2 separate regions of the Mus musculus genome follow, and region 2 is linked to region 1. The links are chromatin contacts, called in public HiChIP or PLAC-seq maps. All regions are on one chromosome and are shown on one strand. The core of a region is the stretch at or near the end of the contact, and the rest is flanking DNA. Distances in the headings are between cores, read along the strand shown.

Evidence for each region. HiChIP or PLAC-seq counts read pairs in DNA pulled down with a chosen protein or histone mark.
Region 2: a contact with region 1 is called in a CTCF HiChIP or PLAC-seq map of the NIH/3T3 cell line, with 6 read pairs. The contact joins the promoter of Ereg here to the promoter of Cxcl5 in region 1. A contact is called at or near these places in 1 of 15 datasets of contacts at CTCF or cohesin (the NIH/3T3 cell line) and 1 of 115 datasets of contacts at active chromatin or transcription factors (pancreatic cancer cells).

Annotation. Positions count from the first base shown.
Region 1 is chr5:90,756,274-90,762,111 of GRCm38.p6, forward strand. It overlaps Cxcl5 (chemokine (C-X-C motif) ligand 5), which reads left to right and starts at 3,025. Exons shown (of 4, transcript NM_009141.3): 1 at 3,025-3,287; 2 at 3,416-3,551; 3 at 3,694-3,777; 4 at 4,180-5,352. The coding sequence starts at 3,170. The coding sequence ends at 4,240.
Region 2 is chr5:91,071,348-91,077,185 of GRCm38.p6, forward strand. It overlaps Ereg (epiregulin), which reads left to right and starts at 3,270. Exons shown (of 5, transcript NM_007950.2): 1 at 3,270-3,458. The coding sequence starts at 3,413. Gm19610 (a long non-coding RNA gene) reads right to left here and starts at 3,588. Exons shown (of 3, transcript XR_001784889.2): 1 at 3,327-3,588; 2 at 1,835-2,031.

The DNA of each region.
Region 1 (5,838 bases), core at 1,775-4,274:
GAAGGCAGAGGCTGCGTTAATGGGGCCTTATAAACTGTTTCACAAAGCAGTTGTAGTCAGAATAGCAGATGCTCAAAGACCACAGATGAAAGGGAGATAGATGTTCAGATGGCTTTGTCAACAAAGTGTTTTTGGTTGACTTTAAAGGGGGGAATGTTTGAGGTTACTCTGAAGTCTTCAGGACCTTGATATTATTGAGCCCTTCAACAACACACAATAGACAGACTGAGGAATCCAACGGTTTGAAATGTGCCATTCGGCAGTGCAAGGCAGTGGTTAGCCAGACTATGGAGAGCCCTGGGGAATGAGTGCCAACAACTATTTTTAAAAAATGTAGTTTGGAACCTGGAAACTATTAAAGCATTCTGGTAACAGATTGGCTAAGCCGCTCAACTCCCAATTCTGCATTTGATTTTTTTTTTACTGGCCTTGATTTCTGTAACTAATTAAGAGTGAAGAAAGTTTCTCTCATTTGTTTCAAAGAATCAGCGTGAGGAATGAATGTGGTTTGATGCTGCAATCCATTTCAAGTGTTTTCATTCATATTAAATAACTGTGGCATTAAATTAAAATATTATAATAGAAAACATTTAGGGCTATAAGGCTGACAGTAGGTTTATTAATTGCTTTATTATTGTTGGGAATAGTCAAAAAAAACTTTCTTCTACTACTTGGATGCAGTGGGGTTAAGACAACTGACTTCACTTTAAACTGGCAACATAAAAGTAATTATTTTAAATACTTTGTACCCACTGAGTGTTAATACCATCATTCTCAAACTCAAAAATTCTTTTACCACCTGCATCCTTACCGGTCCTTACATAAGTCAATGTCAAAGATGCCAACATAGGAGCCAGGCATTCCAGTGGACCAGAACAATTTCAATGCAAGGCCAGCTTAGGTTGCATACTGCTTCCTGATTAGGTGTGGCAACACAACAGTTTACTTATAGAGTGGGCTTTCTATTACCAGAGTGCCAGCCGCAGACGCCTTTTCTTTCGCTTTCTCTGTTCTGTACGTAATGCATGACAAATGGATACAGGGAACAACCCCCATGAGAGATGCATACCTGAAATAGTGTTAGGGGGAGCTGATGCTCTCATTTGGTAGCCTCTACCCAGTCTTGTTGCTTCTTGCCAAAACTAATTTGTATGCTGTTATATTTAAAATACCCCATTTGGAACTAACCTGGGATGCGTGCATGCATGCGTGCGTGCGTGCGTGCGTGCGTGCGTGCGTGCGTGTGTGTGTGTGTTCTACCTGCTGCTTGTTACAGATTACCACTCCCCAGAAGGATGAAGGATTGCATTTGTTGAGTCAAGTGTGATGCTGATGGTGGACTCACAACTTCCCATTAGCTTCTCACAATGCGATCACCAAACCTCCCAACTTCCTTCAACTAGACTAAGTTTCCTTCCAGAATGTAAGTTCGAAAGTCTACCACCATTTCCTGCTCAGCAATGGAGGTGTTCTTATTCCGAAAACAGACGAGTGGGGTGGATGGCGGTTCCCATGGTTACAGGGGACAAGAAAAAACAGTTTCTTTCCAGGACTATATGTGTAAGGCTGTCATGTTTACAGACTTCCTCTGCCGGCCTACTACATGGCCAGAGGTTTTGAGAACCATCCAGAGAGGAGATCTGTTAAATCTCTATAAAGAAAGCCAGGGCACCACTTAATGTTATAACCGACTGCCTTGGTATGAAGGCCTTTAGTTACAGGAAGTCATCTCATCTTTCATCACCAGGTGGCCCCTCCAGGGTCCCCACCCCCAACCCCCGCCAAGCCCCTGGGGAAAGCATCCCTCCTCTGAACTCCAAGAAGTTGCTTGGAGGGAGTCAGAACGGATGCTATCTTGCTGGCAAACTGAATCAAACCCTTGCACCAAACTCGCAGATAAGTCCCACGGATGAGTCCCTCAGCTGCACCAACCTCCTTTAGCTTCTACCCACTGTCAAATCCCTATCTGGCAGGGGAGCCACATTAGAAAGCACAGCAAGAAGCCCCTGGTGTTGCCTCCGGCTCCAAGCACAGGACAGACTGCTCCTAACTGAATGGCAAAGGGTGCAAAGATTTTATCTTCCTCCCAAAGCAATTTGCTGAGTCATCTGTGAAGTTGTTCATTAAGCCAAACAATTACAATAGCAGGGCTTCCAGTAAGCAGCTTTTATTTTGAAGGCCATTCATGCAGCTGGTTTAAGTGGAAGTCAAAACACTTTCATAGTTTCTTGGCTTTCAAAGCTGGCAGAATCCCAAAGAATCAATAAGTAATCCACACACAAGGAGAGGGCAAGGTTTCTTTCTTTCTTTCTTTCTTTCTTTCTTTCTTTCTTTCTTTCTTTCTTTCTTTCTTTCTTTCTATTTATTTATCTTTTCAAGTCCGGGATTACATTTCCTGAATAAAAACAGTCTTCGTTTTAAAAACACACATTTCAAATGTATTTTTGTTTATGAGCATGTGTATGTCTGCTTATCTGTCTGTGTACCAAGTAGATGCATCTGCCCCAAGGAAGCCAAAAGACGACGGACGTGGGGTTCCCTAGACCTGGGGCTAGAGAAGCTTGTGAGCAGCAATGTGGCAATGTGGTCCTGCATGGGTGGGTGGGTGGGGAGCCAAACCCTGGACCTCTGCCACAGCAACCAGTTCTCTTAAAGGTTGAGCCATCTCCCAGGTGTCAGCAATAGTGTTTGTAGTAATAACAGTTAAAGACCTGTGGAAGGTTTTCTAAAGTCAAAACTCCTTCCTTTGGCTCCAGTCTTCCTACAAGGAAAAGAAGGGCATCCTCAGAGCTCTGTCCTGCCTTAACTAGCCCTGACCTAGGAGAGGGAAAGGTCCTCTAAAGGAGTCTGACCCAGAGCAGCAGCCTTCTGTTCCCGGGGCAGGACTACAAGCATTCTCCTCCGATTTGGCAAAGAGCCACTCCTCCTAGCCATCCTCCCGCCCCAATCCCATTGCCCAGCCCCTCTGAGCCCCCCACCTCCTAACTCCAAGTCCAGGGAATTTCCCCAGCATCTTCAAGCTCCAGTTTCCTGCCTGAAGGAAGAGAGAGAACAGATAAAAGGGGTGCAGTGGGTTTGAGAACACCATAGTGCTCTGTAGAGCCCCAATCTCCACACCTCCTCCAGCATATCCCGAGCTGGTGCTCCCTGGTCCGGGATCTTGTCCACAATGAGCCTCCAGCTCCGCAGCTCCGCCCGCATCCCCAGCGGTTCCATCTCGCCATTCATGCGGATGGCGCCGCTGGCATTTCTGTTGCTGTTCACGCTGCCGCAGCATCTAGCTGAAGGTGAGGGCGCAGCACCTGCGTGGCGCAGGGTGCCTGACCCATCCGGGCGGGCCATCGCAGTCAGCGGGTCCCAGGAGCGGGGAAAGGGGCTCTTCCAGCATCCTCCTATAATCTTGTCTCTTCCACAGCTGCCCCTTCCTCAGTCATAGCCGCAACGGAGCTGCGTTGTGTTTGCTTAACCGTAACTCCAAAAATTAATCCCAAATTGATCGCTAATTTGGAGGTGATCCCTGCAGGTCCACAGTGCCCTACGGTGGAAGTCATGTGAGTTCTGACTGTGTTCTGGGTGCAGGTGATCTTGGGAGATGGAAGTCCAGGACACCCCCTGCCCTACCCACATCCCTTATCCCGGATTCTTCAGTCACCCGGGCTCACCTGTGCATCCTCTTTTTTTCCTCCTCCGCAGAGCTAAACTGAAAAACCAGAAGGAGGTCTGTCTGGATCCAGAAGCTCCTGTGATAAAGAAAATCATTCAGAAAATATTGGGCAGGTACTTGCTATCTTAGTCTCTGCAGCGGGCAAGGTCCTTATTCTCCCTGTATGAGTTGAGGCTCCCATCCCACATTCGAAACTGAGCTTAGAATAAAAGGATTCAGAAGGGAAAGTTGTTATTCTGGGATGTTGCAATAACCCAAAACTCATCTCTCTCTCTCTCTCTCTCTGTCTCTCTCTCTCTCTCTCTGTCTCTCTCTCTGTCTCTCTCTCTGTCTCTCTCTCTCTCTCTGTCTCTCTCTGTCTCTCTCTCTCTCTGTCTCTCTGTCTCTCTCTCTCTCTCTCTCTCTCTCTCTCTCTCTCTCTCTCTCTCTCTCTCTCTCTGTGTGTGTGTGTGTGTGTGTGTGTGTTAGGATAAACTGAAGAATTTTAGTTACTGATATAAGTCTTTTCTCAACAGTGACAAAAAGAAAGCTAAGCGGAATGCACTCGCAGTGGAAAGAACGGCCAGTGTTCAATAGAAAGATTTCTGAGGACTCTGACCCCAGTGAAGATAAGAAGAAAGGGCTGATTCTCTCCACCCACGGATTTTCTTTATGAACTCCCTGCTTTGATGAGAAAAGGGAAACCATTGTCCCTGAAGCTTCCTGCTCATCTCACAAGTGTATTTAGCAAAAATATTTCCTATTCTTTCCTATCTGTCACACTATCGGAAATTGTGATACTTTAGTGTGTAAGTCAAGAATCATTGGTTGTTAACCTTTCAAAATGTCTTGAACTGAAGGTGACTATTGCATTGTCTCCGGAATATGTATATGTATATGTATATGTATATGTATATGTATATGTATATGTATATGTATATGTATATGTATATGTATATGTATATGTATATGATGTATATGTATATGTATATGTGTGTGTATATATATATATATATCCTTTGTAATGTTCATGAGAAGGCAATGCTGTCATACTCTCTCTCATAAAATGGGGACCTCTTTTACTGTTGTTTCTTGGGTGTGTTAAGAGTGTTCTTACGTCTGAGCCTGGGCTGGCATATAACTTTTATGGTTTTAGAAAGCTGCTGTGTCATGCAGAAACCTATGTAGAACACAGTTCCTTATTTAGAATTTCTAAATGTGTAAGTTCTAGAAGGATCAATGTGTTCTCATCTTATAATTTTAGACATTTGATGTCTTCGTAGTATGGCATAATGTCATGACTTACTCAACAAACTGTATACTATTTATTAATTATTAACTAGTTTATTAGTATTACTATTTGGGCCACTAACTATATATTTTAGATAGTATATATTTTAGATAGGTGAAGAAGGTAAGAAGCAAGGAAATTCCTTACCTAGTTTTCATAAAAAACATTTAAAAGTTATTTCTAGGGAGAGAAACTTTAGCAAATATCTATACTCTTAGAGTTTTGAAAACATACTTAACATGTTTGAATATGGATTGCTGAGATATTTAGATGTCTGTAGTGTGTCTTTTAAAGAGTGTGCTTTGTTATAAGGAGATTAATGAATTCATCACATCCATTATTTTAAGCCTGTACATCTTATAGTGTCTCACTTCTTTATATTACTCTTTTGAGGAAAATAAAGTAGCTCTAGATTCCATTCATGTTGTCTCTGATTTCCTGTGATGGTGACTCTCATTACCCCGCATGCATTCTACATTATGTACAAAGTTAGCTCTATGGTTCCTTCCTTGGTTTGCAGAAAGGTTTCTTCCCCTAATTCCTTGCACCATTTCAATCTCTAAGCTCATCTGGGGCATAGTAGCTTCTGGGGACCTTAGAAAAAACAAACATTCTAAGACTTCCCCAACTTCAACCCTTGGCCAGCTTCTCTGCTGTAGTTCAGCTCTCAGTTGAGTACAGGAAAGTGGAGGGTCCAGCTTGGTGCCTTGAGAGGCAGTGGAAACTCTGAGAGTTGGAGCCCAGGTGGGGATTTAGATCATAATGGGCCTAGCTCTCAAGGGGAGGTGGGGAACCCCGGCCCCTTGGCTTCTTTTTCTCCCACATAACCCCCATGGGTGGAAAGGTCTGTGTCCTCTGCACTCCTGCCAGAGATAAAGTGTTAAAGCTGATTCATCATGAAACC
Region 2 (5,838 bases), core at 2,020-4,519, 320 kb after region 1:
CATGCACACACAAACACACAGGAGACATACAGGCAGATACATGCAAACACACACATGTAATGGCTATACAGACAGACACAGACATACACACATACATGAGATACACACAGACACCAACATGCACACACACAAACATACACATAATAGCTACACACAGGCACATGCATACACATACAGGAGACACACACACAGATACCTACATGCACACACACACTATATTATACTACAGAGATACCTGAATATTCGTGTTCACTGCTGCTGTACTCACACAAGTTGGGAAATGGAAGCAGCCTATATATTCATCAACTGATGAATGGATACTGAAAATATGTAATATATGCACCCCAGAATCTTATCTATCAGCAGGTAAGTGGATGGCGCTGGGAAAAAAATTACATTGAGTAAAGTCACGCAGGCCCAGTGAGTCACAAAATAAAGCATATAAACAGAAGTGTGAAAAAGAGGTTTGCAGGAAAGGAGTTACCAGGGTTAGGAAGGAATTAAGAGAGGGTAGAAGAGGAAAAGACATGTATGAAAGTATGATCAAGGATGATACTAAAAGCACATGCTACAATGCCATAATGAACTCAGTGTCTTTTAAAAACTGAATATACTTACTAATCACAGTAAGAATTCAATGTCACATTTAAGTAATATTAAACATGTATATGTAATTTGTATATACTAACCTCTTAAGATGTCTTAAGACTACTAATCTCTTTAAAATAATTTCACATACATGTCAAATTGGGGATTGCTGATCGGGCTGATGTTTTAGCATCATCTTTCTAGTTGGAAAATTATAAATTTATTTTATTCTCCAACTGTTCAGCAGTCACTCGAACATGTTTCTGCCTTTAAGGGGAATTATGATTGTACCTTATACTATGTATGAAGTAACAATGAATGAAAATTGTTCCTTTTTTTTTAAATACAGAATACTATTTTGCGGAGGCAGCAGCAAACCTCTCCTGATGTGTCATGGTGGAGTCACGCTGGAGAAGTAATGGCTACAAAATTGAGTAAACACAGACCCAGTAAAGAAAAGATTTCCTCACACCATGTTAGAAGCCAGCCGGCTGAAGGGCATGTGCTGTGGAAATGTTTAAGAGACGTGTGAGGAATTTTCCCCTCATGCAGGCATCAGCCACAGAGTGAAAATCCATCTTGACTACAGATGGTGCCAGAGCTGGCCCTTTGCTGCCTGCTGTCAGTATGGCCCTGTTACTCTCCTACTCCATCCCTTTATTTTGTTTTATGAACAGAAGGCACAGCACTCCATCTAATGAAAGGAGGCAGGAACCAGAGTGAGTGAGTGAGCAAGGTCCCCTCTCCTCTCTTTCACTTATTGCAAGGGTACTTGTGCAGGTAGCACAAGTCACCGTGGAGGCTGGAGGCTGATGACTCCAGCTGATGACCCACTCTTTTGCTTTTATTCCTCAGGCACTTGAGCTATTTTTATTTTCAGCTCTAATTTGTAACCAAATCTCTTTTTCCTTATTCTGGTTTACCAAATGTATGACTCCTATAAGTGACCCACAAAGCTACAACCCATTACCAATGTTATATTACTCAGCTCTAGCCATTGATACACAGACAGACAGACAGACAGACAGACACACACACACACACACACACACACACACGTAAAAAATCACTGTGAAGCTCCTTACCATCTGCCCTTTCAACAAATTGGAGTCAACAGAGAAAGCTTGCCTACCTGTAATCTATTGTTCCTGGATTTCCCTGGACTTGTAAATATTGATTAACTACCAAGTACCCCTTAGGAGTGGGCATTTGCAGGTAAGAGTGGGAACTTTCAGGGAGCACTGACCTTCTAGGCACTGTGCTTAACACGCCCCTTATCTTCTCCAATAGTTAACTAGTCTTAAGCCTCCTTCATCATGAGCCGGGGTAGAAAGACTGAGCAGGCTTTTCAAGGATTTCCATTCAAATGTTTAAGTCTTCACCACGAAAAGAATGCAGTATTGCTTTCCAACAACAAAATGTGCGGACACTCAAAGACCTTGACTTAAGGGAGAGAAAATAACAGGAAAAAAAGAATTTATAAACAATCCATTTTCTAATTTTGAGCTAGAAAATCAACAAATGTACTAGGCAAAAATCATTCAGATTCCATTTTCCATCCCAATCTCTTTGTGTGTTAAATTGACTATTCCTAATCTCTCCAGAGGAATGTAACTAAAACCCAGAGGGAGGAAAAACCCCTATGTCTGTAGAGATATGAAAACCAGACTTATAAATAAAAACCAAAGCATACACAGTCATTTAACCAGAAGCGCAGGGCCTAATCTAGATTCTATGAATCAAGGGAAAAGGTATCTCAAACCAGACAAGATCCCTGTGAACTCACACATCCCGGGCCTCGAGAGCCACGCTAAATAGACTAATTCGCCTAGTTCCTCATAAAAGGCAGCCTTTCCCCCAAGTATGACTCCATCAGCAATGGGAGGAAACTGCGAAGAAGCAGAAATGGTGAGGTGGTGAGCCAATTTGTCTGACAAACTAGTGCGAGCTCAGATAAGGACCGATTCAAGTTTGCATTTGAGACAGGCACAGAGAACTGGAAAGTTGTTGTAGCAAGGAGTGCTGGATTAAGGCAGTGTTTGGAGTTGTTAACTCAAAAAATTTGCCAATAGATAGCAAATAGGACAGAACGGACAAACAATATAGGGCTTTCTTCATAATTACTAGACTTTGAGGTGATAAATGTCTGAATCACATTGGAAGCTGAGGGGCTGAGAAGGAAGGCGTGAGGGTGAAAGGCATTTCCGGGCATTTGAATAGGAGCAGAGAGCTCTGGAGCCAGTGACATGCTTCAAGTATGTTCCCAAACAGGGAGTTATTCCGGCCTGAGTTGGCAACTCAACTCTCCAAAAGTATGCGCTGGAAACACAGCCCTGACTACAACAGTCACCCACAGCAACTAAAGCCACCCACTACCCGGCAGATGACCCCATAGAGCAAACCAACCCATCTGGTCCAAGCTCCCCACCTCCTCGGGGCTTGAGTCCGAAGACAAGGAGGATGGAAAAGTTTGGGGAGTAGCCACACTAGAAGGACATTCATTCCTGAAACCCTCCTCTCAGGTGTTCCTGAGAGGGAGGATGACATCTGGCCAGTCCTCCGCTGGCCACCACTCCTCCCCCCGGGGGGTGGCATTAGGAAACCCTGGACAACCCGCTAGTAAGTCCTCGCGTGCCTAGGCACCTCCCCAGACTTATAAAGGTCGCTGCGCTGCGCCGAGTAGCTCAGCTCACTTGCCTGGCTGCTCAGAGTCACAGCGACTTGGTGGGCTCTGGTACCTGGATCAGCTCGGTTCCAACTCAGCCACAGGCACCTTGCTCCCGCTGGCCGCCGCGCACTCCGCAAGCTGCACCGAGAAAGAAGGATGGAGACGCTCCCTGCCTCTTGGGTCTTGACGCTGCTTTGTCTAGGTAAGCCCTCGACGCCCCCAAGAGGAGAAGAGGGGGAGGAAGGCGCGGTGCATTTGTCATAGGACAAGTATGGAGTTGTTAAAGTGCGCTCAGTCTAAGAGGATGTCTTCTGTGAGTCTGTCTTTCTCACTGGCGGGGCTGGGGAAGTGCGGGATGGTGCGACTTGGTCGGTTGACGTTGCTTTTTGTCGATAAATTCATGACTAGTTTATGTTATGCATGAATTAATATCAATTTTACTGAAAAAAACTTTTTAAAAGTTTTAAAGGTTTTCTCCCCCCCTCCCCGCCCCCACTTTCTTTTGAAAATTGAGCAGTTCTAGAACCCCAAAGGTATGGACAGTATCTCTGATAGATAATGATTTACTTTCTTAGGGTGGTGCAGGAAGAGATTGCTTCAGCCTGCTAGAGACCTTTGTGCAAAGGACCAGTTTACAACCAGGGGGCTCTGGGATGTGCCTGCTCCAGCAGGGCTGCTGGGGCCAAGGCTACCTGGTCAGGTCCAGGAAGCAACTGCCAACAGACTTCTCACCTGCTGCTTTCCCCAGCAGCCCCTGCCTCCCAGGCTTAAAGATGGGTAGTTTAGAGAGGTTTTTGTTTGTTTTATGGGTAGTTTTCTTGTTTGAAATGAGTTAGCTCTGTGGGCAGGGGCACAAATGTGGGAATCCCATTATTTGCAAAGTTTCTCTCTCTCTCTCTCTCTCTCTCTCTCTCTCTCTCTCTCTCTCTCTCTCTCTCTCTCTCTCTCTCTCTCTCTCTGCTTTATTTTGTTTAACCAATTGTCCCTAATTTCTTAAGTGCCAGATGATTTAAGAGTTATATATAAACTTTCCCAATAGATGAACGTTTTAATAAGGAAATAAAAGTTATCAATCCCACATTCTTCTTGAACTTGCAATGAGACAAATTTCCCTGAGACGCTTCCTGTGCAGGATGCGACAGTTAAATTATTATTTTGACACGCCTTACAGGGGTTGGGAACCCTAATGAAGTACATACTATGCATACTTAGAGATTACACGTTTAAGGGCAAGAACCCAAGTGGAAACTGGATCTGTGGTTTCTGTCAAAAATGAGCTAAGAATGCCTTGCTAGAAGAGCAATTTTAAGCAACGTGGCTTCACTGTGTTTAGTTTAAGGTCTCTGAAAAGGATAAACTCCAATCGGTGACAGTCTTCCTCAAGTTAGGCATGAACCTAAAGGTCACAGTGGTGGAGTGACTTTGTTTTTCCACTTACAAGGTGTATCCAGACAATGCAACTGTCTATTCTGTGCATCTCAGTGGATATGCTAATGTGGGATAGCAAGAGTCTGTGAATAATGGGGTTGCTAGCCGCCTAGTGCGGGGTGTGCTGTGTGTGTTTTTGTTGTCATGAAAGTGCTTAACTCCTTTATTGCAGTCCTTAATTACAGTTCACCTGTTTCATCAGGCGCCAAGCCCGGTTCCAAATGAGCTAGGTCAGTTTCTGTTCTCCCAGTCTGTTGAGATACTTCTTGTCACTAGAAAAGTTCCTGTTTGGAGTTCTACATTGTACCTTTATAGCCTGGTATGTAGGCAGGTCTTATTGTTTCAGTACAAAGCATAGAGAAGGAGAAAGAAAGAAAGAAAGAAAGAAAGAAAGAAAGAAAGAAAGAAAGAAAGAAAGAAAGAAAGAAAGAAAGAAAGGAAGGAAGGAAGAAAGGAAGAAAGAAAAAAAAGAAAGAAAGAAAGCCACTTGATATTGGAATTTGTACTCCTCCTTAAAGAAAAGATTGCCTAGAAATCACACTTTGTCCCTCTAAGGAAAGTGATATTTTAGACTTACGCATACTTTTATTGCTTTTGTGGAATGCCTGTGCATTTATGATTATGAGAGATTTCCCATCCCTAACGTATGCAGTTTCAAGTAGCTACTACATACAGCCATTTCACTACTATTATATTTGCAAAAGTTTGAGATCCATGCTCTTGTTTTGTGTACAAGAAAACCAGCCCACGTTCCCAGACAAAACATGATAAGTTGGGAGAGGCCAGGTCTAAGTTGACTAGCATTTTTAGTTAAATGAGCATTAAAAGTAAAAGGGTGGACATAGCTCAGCTATGAATGGTTTTCTGAATAATCAGTAAGTGTACAGCTGTCTTGTCTCTTCTGATCTTGTGAGATCAGAGAGAGGGTGAGACTTTTTTTTTTAATTTTGAGCTCTGCAGTTGGCAGCTATGTGTAGTGAGGCCTGAGCTGAGGTCAGAAATTCTCATTCCTGTTCAAATGGGGTTTTGAGGATATTCATGAGTGGCATCTCCACAGCCAATTTGGTGTGGCTTCACTACATGGTGAAAGAATAAAGCAGAGTAAATAATCTTTCTCAAAACTAAGAGAAGCAGAATCTCAGTGAGACAGCGGG